Regions from separate parts of the Mus musculus genome. Here all the other regions are linked to region 3. The links are chromatin contacts, called in public Hi-C maps. All regions are on one chromosome and are shown on one strand. Each heading gives the region's core, a stretch centred on a gene start, on an enhancer-like site or on the middle of the called end of the contact. The rest is flanking DNA. Distances are from core to core; before and after follow the strand shown. Region 1 overlaps Erbb4 (erb-b2 receptor tyrosine kinase 4). Region 2 holds the start of Erbb4 (erb-b2 receptor tyrosine kinase 4). Region 3 overlaps Erbb4 (erb-b2 receptor tyrosine kinase 4).

Region 1 (2,700 bases), core at 19-2,518, 140 kb before region 3:
AATTCATCCTTCACTTCTCCATACAGGGAACAATATACTCTTTAAAATAAACTATCCTCGTCATCTTTCTACTAAAACAAAATTCTTGTTCTCTAATCACAGACCTTCTTAACATGGTCTCAAAGAATTTTACACCTTATTTCATAATAAAAGACTTTCAAAACATTTGCACATGAGAGAGAGGGGGGAGAGGGGGGAGAGGAGAGGAGAGGGAAGGGGAGGGAAGGGGAGGGGAGGGGAGGGGAGAGGGAGAGGGAGAGGGAGAGGGAGAGAGACTTATTTACTGAGCTATGCATGCAGGTTTTTTTTTAATATTTCCCTCTGTCTCTGTCTCTCTGTCTCTCTGTCTCTGTCTCTGTCTCTCTGTCTCTCTCTGTCTCTCTGTCTGTCTGTCTCTCTCTCTCTCTCTCTCTCTCTCTCTCTGTGTGTGTGTGTGTGTGTGTGTGTGTGTGTGTGTGTGTGCTTGTGAGTGAATGTACACTCATGTGTGCATGTGTATTACACATATATCAAGGTATCCTGGGAGGCCAGAAGATGGTGTTGTATCCCCAAAGCTGGAGCTACAGGCTGATCCAGATGTGAAGGCTGGAATCCTAACTTTGCTCTTCATAATCAAATGATCTCAATAAGCATTGAGGTATTGCTCCAACCTCTGGGTGATGCGTCTTTAATCTTCTAGCCTAACCGAGTTTTCCTAACACAAATGTTAATCTTTCTAATGTGTCTGTTGGCCATTTTATGTTTCAATCACTAGCTTTGTAACATTTAATGAATTAGAGATGAGTTTAAATGTATGATATGAAACATCAACTATTAATAATAGGGTTGCACATACTGATGTTAACACACTTTAGTTGTCTTCCTGACTTCAAATATATTTGTCCATTTACATTTTACAAAATTTTATATTTTAAAGATAGAAAAGCTAATAGTGATGATTCAATTATTGGAAATAATATTTGTCACCTATATCAGTTTAAATAGTAATATTAACTTCCCATCATCTCTTCAGAGTTCATCCTTGATCCTTTCCTTATGGCTGCCCTCCTCTAAAACACAGACCTAATTTACATTGTAGTATTGTGTTTTCTGTGCAAGTGCTAGGCTCTTAACTTTAATGTAGGTACTGGACTTGACAAGCAATTAAAGCAAACAATTTCCACTCATCAAGGCTTGCCAAATTAGTCATCTGCCATCTGCCCCATCATCTGGTGCTCCTTGAAGTCTTGCTGTGAATCTGGATGCACTTTCTCAGAATCAGAGGGGCAGTGCAAGCCTCCAAGCTGGGGGAGTGCCAGTGGGAGCTAAGTATGTAAACATTAGCAAACATCTTTCTTCCCTAGATCATCCAGCCTTCAACCATCCCCCTGTGTGTAATAAAAACTAGCCTGATCGTGCTGCCTCTTCACTGAGAGACCTTTGCCATCCACTGTAATTAAAGTGGCAGCTTGGGAGACTTTTTGTTCTGTTAGAAATAAATGAAAGAAATATAGATTTAATGTTTTTAATATGTTGCTATGCTCACATTCTAAGGCTTCTATCTTAAGCATCAATAACAACATTCATTAAGAATACACTGTACCATGTCGCTTGCATTAGTGTCAGGCAATATTTCCTTTTCATTCTTTGAATTAGATAAATGTTTATTTGCATAGCAACTCATACGCAGGTTCTAAAGATATTCAGACTCAACACTGACAGGAAACACAAGAAAAAGCAAGAGAAAAACATGCAACTTAAAAATATTTCTTTTATTTTTTGATATTATAGTATGGTTACAACTTCTCCTCTTTCATCTTCCTCCCTCAAATGCTCCTGTGTACCTTGCTTTTTATTTCAAATTCATGTTCTCTTCTTACATTGTTGTTGAAAATGTATATATGCATATATGTCTGTACATGTATATACATTATTTATATACACCTATAAAATATATACATGTATATGTAGATAAATATATGTATGTATATGTGTATGTATGTATATGTGTATATATATGTGTGTATATATATATATATATATATATAACCTGCTCAGTCTATATCATTATATAGATATGATATAGTTATGGAGATCTCTATCATTACTTGTATGCATGTTTTCAGGACTGACAATTTGGTGTTGAAGAATCCATTTGTGTGCTCCTAAACATATTAATTAAAAAACCCATGCCCCTCTTTCTGTAAGAAACTAAAACAGGATTGTATACGTTTAAAAGGTGGCTTTCTACAAGTCAGTAATATACCATGTTGCTAGATGAAATAATCCCAAGCCGAGATACAGGCTCCAGCCAACACATTGTGGCTGTATTTTGTGCCCATTCTAGTTCTGGATCCATTTGCAGAGGATGAACTTGCCTAATTAAAAGTAGAAATCTTAGTTTACCCAAAGTCAAGGCCATCCATCTAAGATGCATGCATATGAGGCAAGGTTGCTTATTCTGGGTGATGTGGTCGTAAGTAAGTAACACCTCTTCCAATCAGTACAAACACTGACAGTGAAGTGAACTCAGCAGACGAGGGGGGACTCCATGGCGTTTTGCCTAAGAACATTTACTGTATCTTCTGAATATTTACATGCAAAATCCAGTCTGGGGCAGCCTTTTAACAAACTAATTTAGACTGTTTTGAAGCAGAGGTTTTCCTTTTATTCATCAAGTAGACAAAAAACACAAAATACTGACATAATATTAACATATAC
Region 2 (2,700 bases), core at 90-2,589, 220 kb after region 3:
GAAGTTTAGGCCAACCCCAAGTTGCACTACTGGAAGAACTCTTCCCAGAGCCAAGTCCAGCATGGGGAGGGAAGGCCGAGCTCTGGACTCAGTATGCCAGGCTCTTTTAGAGAGAGAGAGAGAGAGAGAGAGAGAGAGAGAGAGAGAGAGAGAGAGAGAGAGAGAGAGAGAGAGAGAGAGAGAGAGAGAGAGATCATGCTGGCTGAAGAGTCGCACGCCCAACACACACACACACACACACCCTCTTTCTCGCCCCAAGTCAATCTCAAGACAGCCTAGAGATGCCAACTAAGAAGGCCCAGAGTCCCTGGCCCCCGGCCGAGGCGCGCACCCGGTGCGCTCCAGCTGCCCGGATAGGGCTGGGCGTCCGGTGTGACCCCGCAGGCTACTGGAGACTCGGGCCAGGGACCCTGCGCCAGCATGCTCAGGTGCCAAGCCCGGCTCCCCGGCCGCGCTCCGCCGCAGCCCTGCACCCCGGGGAAGGCCAGCCAGGCTCAGCTCAGGAACCTCCTGGCAGCCCGAAGAGGTGCAGCGATTCTCCGGTTTGGTTTGATTCCCCCCCCCCCCCTTCCCAGCTCGAGAAGGAGGGAACCTCCACTGACGGGCTCAGGTCTCCCACGCCCCGAACAACGGGCGCCACCAGAAGCGATCCCGCTTAGGCTCCCAGAAAACGCGCGAGAAAGAAAGAAGGGGGCTAAAGAGAGGGCGAGAGGGGGGACAATAATATAGAGGGTGGCAGGAAAGCGAAGTCATTTGTAGCATCAATTAAAAACACACGCACGCACACACAAAGGTAAGTTTGGGATGGAGCTAGGGGCGACCCAAGGCAGAAGCCCGGTCCCTAGGGTCCCTGGAGCCTAAGGGTGACAGAGGGGCGAGGGAGAAGGGAAACACCGGAGGCAGTGGCGGGTTCAACAGCTGGAGCGCGACCGGGAACCGCGAGACCGCGACCCACCTGACTGAGAAGCGCTGGGCTGGACGGTCCCCGCTGCCATCAGAAGGCTCCCCCAGACCCAGAGTCCCGTCGCCAGCTTCATTTTTGGCAAGTCTCAGATCCCGCGCTGACAATTACATGTCCAAATACCATAGCCACTTGCGAGCACGCGGAGGAGATCTCCCCCCCTCAGCCGGGAGCGCGTGGGGGGCGCAAGGGGGGCGGGCGCGGCGCGCTTGGTGCACGGGCTTCCCGGGGCCGGAGAGCCAGTCGGCGACGGCGGCGGCTTCCAGGACCCGTGGACCCGCGGACCCGGCAAGGGGCCGCGGAGGAGGGCGCGCGGGTGGGAGTGAGCGCGACTGTGCGGCTGGTGCTCCGAGCACAACGTACAGCTAGTTCCCGGAGTGATCCTCCGCTCGCTCGTTCCCTCCTCACTTTCTCGCTCGCTCGCTCGCTCTCCTCACTGGTTGGTCAACAATAAAAAGAAAGAGGGAATAAAGGCTTCCAAAAAAAGTTGATTGCAAAGAGGCGGCGGGGTTCCGGCCTCTCCCCCCAAAACCGGGCTATGTTCAGCTCTCTCTTCAGTCTCCTTGCACCTCCTGTCCAAATCTGGAGGGAAAAGGAGGGGGTGTTGCTTCTTTGCTTCTCCCCGATCCTGTCCCCCTTTTTTTCCACTGTCAGCTTTCCTCACACTTGTCCAGCCATTGCAGTAATTAAAGCTCCGAACGTCATTTCCAACGCTCCGCGGTCTCCAGCCGCAGCCCCACAGAGAAATTAATAAGAGTCAGAAGAAAGATTTTTGAAAAAGAAAAGAAAAGAAAAGAAAGAAAAAAAAGAGGGGAGTGGGGGGTGGGAATCAAACAACCCTCCACACAACCAGCCAGGCTTTCCTCCGCTGCGCAAGCCCCGCCCCTGCTCTGACCCATGTAGCCACGCCCTCCCCCTAAGGAGAAATCTTATTGGCTCAGACACTCCCCAAAATCCTCTGCCTCTAGAGTTGGAAAAACACCTGTCAGACAGTGGGAGCAGCAGGGTCATGGTAGGAGCTTGGGGAAGCAGGATCTGAGAAGCTCAGTGGAGACCACTGTCTGAAACGCTCCCCTTGGGGCTGCCCCGGCAGAGGCCCTGGACAGCTGGCCCGCTGAGTAGTCAGTCCACCAGAAGGAATGCTTGCTGAACGAATTTTTTGACACAAGAACAGGGCATTTTCTTTATTGCTCCAAGGTGTCAGTCCATACACAGAACCTTCCCTAGAAATAGAAAGTCAACGTTGCTTTGGGAATAAAATATCTTTGTCCCTCGCCATCACCCAGAATATTCCATACTTAGCATACTTAGTACTTTAGAATGGATATTGTAGGTAGCTGGTAGCCTCGCAGGTAAGATGAAATCTTCCAATAGTTTTTTTTTTCCAAATAAGCCATCTCTCCCACCTTCCCAAGATGACATTGGGCCAAACTTAAAAATCCATATTTGTGAAACCACATTCTTTGATTCTGAAATTATGCAAACTCTCTCGTCTGTGCTGTTCGGTCTGAAGGTGTTTAGGAGGTGAGATCTTAGCTGACCTTCGAGCCGTTAGGGCCACGCCATAGCAGGGCCAGCTTGAGGCCCTGCACTTGCCCTCTTTGCAGGGTGTGTGCTTCCAAGGTCATCAACCGCTGTACGACTAAGTTTCTCTAAGTCTAAAATGCCCTGGAAGGGATTACTGTAGTCTGAGAGGCCACAGGTCTAAAACTGCTCTATGCTGGGGCCAGAACCTGTAG
Region 3 (2,700 bases), core at 138-2,637:
GAATTGTGAACCAGAAATAAGAAAGTGTCTTTCAACTATGACAACAAATAATAACCAAAAATATTAAAACTCATAAAATACACAAATATTAAAATAATTATATTTATCAAAATCATATTAAAAGCCCCCATTGTATATCTTTTAACATAGGTATTAATAATTCAATAGTTCTAAATCATTTTCCAAAACCTTATGTAAATTTTGGGAGGTAAATTTTACATTAACATATATATTAAAAAGACATATTTTCAGTTAATAGTAAAACCATTTGAGTGGAGGAAATGTATTTTATACAATGTCTATGCATGACATTGAAATGTAGTACACATGTGGGTATATACGTTTACAGAGTGAAGAATCTGACCCAAATCCTAAAAGGTATTTTTCCTCATTAGTTCTTCTAGAAACTATGAACTAACTGTATTCTGAAAACAGAAAGTTATTCTTCTTCTACAGAAATAAGTATGTTAATGAATAAATATGGAAAGGACAACATCTATTGTTATGGTACTGCAAAACTAGAATAAACCAAATAAAAGGAAAAGTACATTTCCAATGGGATCATGAGTATTCCATTTTTACTTTATTGCAAATATACAAATATGAAGCTAATACAAGGTTTATTACCCAATTTAATCCAGGAGAAAAACTGAGCATTGGATATAATATGCATAGCATGCTATAGATCATTGATTCATATACTTAGAACAGAAACTTTTGCAGGGAGAAAACCATATGTATATTAACAGTGAAGAGTCTGGCTTCCATTCTTATCCCACAAATCTAATAAAAATTCAAAGAATATTTTTTTTAAATAAATAGTGTTTTACTTTGTTTTCCCATCCTATTTCCTTTAATATTATTCATTATCTTAAAAGACAAAATTGGAGTAATGTCATTCAAATTGCATATACAAATTCCTCTTCCATCTACAGACTACAACCGCTCCTAACTATCATCAATTACTCTAGCAAATGTTGTATGACTTTTGAAATTTGTCAAAATTAGCTCTTTCCATTACTGCCTGGATTCTATCAAAACTGTACTTAGAGTATTAAGAACTTCCTAATATACATTTTAAATTTAAAAGTATTTAATTGGACCTAGGCTTTTAGATAGTCTTTGTAAGATTAATAAATGAATTGAAACATGAGAACTGGAGACAGTAATTACAGCCAACCTTTAAAACCCCATATATAAAAAGTTTAGTTCTCTGCGTTCTGTAAACTGTTTTTAGTCATGTCAGGAAAGCAAATGACTGTAGGGGACTGGAGAGAGTGTCAAATTTTGGATACATGAATCTCATTCAGAATCACTTCCATATGTCCTGAGGGCAAAGCTGAGCTTGAAGCCCTTGCCATGTTACCTCCTGATCTGGGTCATACGTGGCAATATTAGCTGCATGGCTCTGCGATGAGGCAACATGGGGAGAACCAGCTGGCCAAGGCTAATGCACCATCTGGGCTGAAAAAAAATATTGCCAATTCCATTGGCAGAGCAGAAAGTAGGAGTTTGTAATCGAGCTATAAATCACAAGCAGGCTTTGCAAGTTGTCAATTAAAAGTCTGATATATTGATGTCTTCAATGCATGGGTGGCTTTTTTTGCTTTTTAAATATAGCTATTGACATAATAAAGCCCTTAAAAGATCAATACTGTAATAAAACATTACAAGCAGTACCAAGCACCTATAACAGCAAACTATAACATTAAGAAATTAACATAAAATCACAGTAATAATAAACTAATAATAAAAATAGTAAAATTTTGAAGGGAAAAATATTATCTGATTGCACAGTGGTAGCAGAATTCCTAGAACCTAAATTACATGAATGTTGCCTTTAAAACCTAAAACAAAAAAATAATTTTGTGAATCACTTTGTCCTGAACGAAAAGTTACAAATCTATGTGGACATAGTTGTAAATGAACACTCAGACACATGCCACAAATACAACCTTACTCATTCACACAAACATACACACATAAATACATACAACACATGCATACACACACACGCACACACACACACACACACATACACACAATCTTCATATTCAAACCCCTTAACCTTGAAGTAACTACTTCTGGCTCCTCCTCCTCAATTTAAGCTTTCCTCCATGGCTTCAACACTACCAGAATACAGTAGGACATGATAGCCTTTAGCATGATAATTACTTAGCAAAAAAGATAATTCTTGTCATACCAGGAATTGTTCATTCAATGCCTGGTAATTTCTTTTGAAGTTAAAATTTTCTGAAAACCTTATTTAGTGAAACATAACTTTAGAGTCTAAAGTCAACTTATCTGTTTATTTTAATGAATAACTAGATTAAAACATAGGACCTCTGCTAAGTAAAAATGCAAATATCTCTAGAAATGAATACTGTTATATAAGAAAGGCAATATAACATCCATTTATGATTATAAAATAAATATGTTTATTCTTTTAATAATATAGAATGTAAGATATAAAAGTATATTTTGTCAGAATTAAGACTAAACTATAATTGGAATTGATTTATTATTTCTATACTGATCCAAAATGACATTTTAAAATATTAATGAAAACTTTAAAATAAAAACATCAATTATGGAGTGAGTAACATATCTTAAAGCAAAAGTAATTATAATTAATTGGATCATAAATGCTAGACAAGTAAAAGACTCAAGCACTTTAGAGAGAAATAACAGACGTGAAGT

The links. Hi-C and Micro-C count contacts between places; a contact is called where the count stands out from the background.
Region 1: a contact with region 3 is called in a Hi-C map of cerebellum, with 2.0 times the contacts expected there. The contact joins two enhancer-like sites. A contact is called at or near these places in 4 of 484 Hi-C or Micro-C datasets (the AML12 cell line, cerebellar granule neurons and cerebellum).
Region 2: a contact with region 3 is called in a Hi-C map of cerebellum, with 2.0 times the contacts expected there. The contact joins the promoter of Erbb4 here to the enhancer-like site in region 3. A contact is called at or near these places in 2 of 39 promoter capture datasets (both in liver), 3 of 484 Hi-C or Micro-C datasets (cerebellar granule neurons and cerebellum) and 7 of 115 datasets of contacts at active chromatin or transcription factors (cardiomyocytes, embryonic midbrain, hepatocytes and 3 more).

The regions. Positions count from the first base shown.
Region 1 is chr1:68,747,948-68,750,647 of GRCm38.p6, forward strand. All of the region lies in intron 1 of Erbb4 (erb-b2 receptor tyrosine kinase 4), which reads right to left. Among named protein-coding and RNA genes, the nearest start is that of Gm51744, 210 kb to the right of the region's middle. Within about 2 kb of position 1,269, at least 7 of the 459 cell types and tissues checked have an H3K27ac peak or open chromatin away from gene starts, as enhancers often do. A contact at or near this core is called in cerebellum, where this site is marked.
Region 2 is chr1:69,106,720-69,109,419 of GRCm38.p6, forward strand. It overlaps Erbb4 (erb-b2 receptor tyrosine kinase 4), which reads right to left and starts at 1,340. Exons shown (of 27, transcript NM_010154.2): 1 at 956-1,340. The coding sequence starts at 1,037.
Region 3 is chr1:68,885,599-68,888,298 of GRCm38.p6, forward strand. The region is part of intron 1 of Erbb4 (erb-b2 receptor tyrosine kinase 4); the gene reads right to left. Among named protein-coding and RNA genes, the nearest start is that of Gm51744, 70 kb to the right of the region's middle. Within about 2 kb of position 1,388, at least 7 of the 459 cell types and tissues checked have an H3K27ac peak or open chromatin away from gene starts, as enhancers often do. A contact at or near this core is called in cerebellum and neural tube, where this site is marked.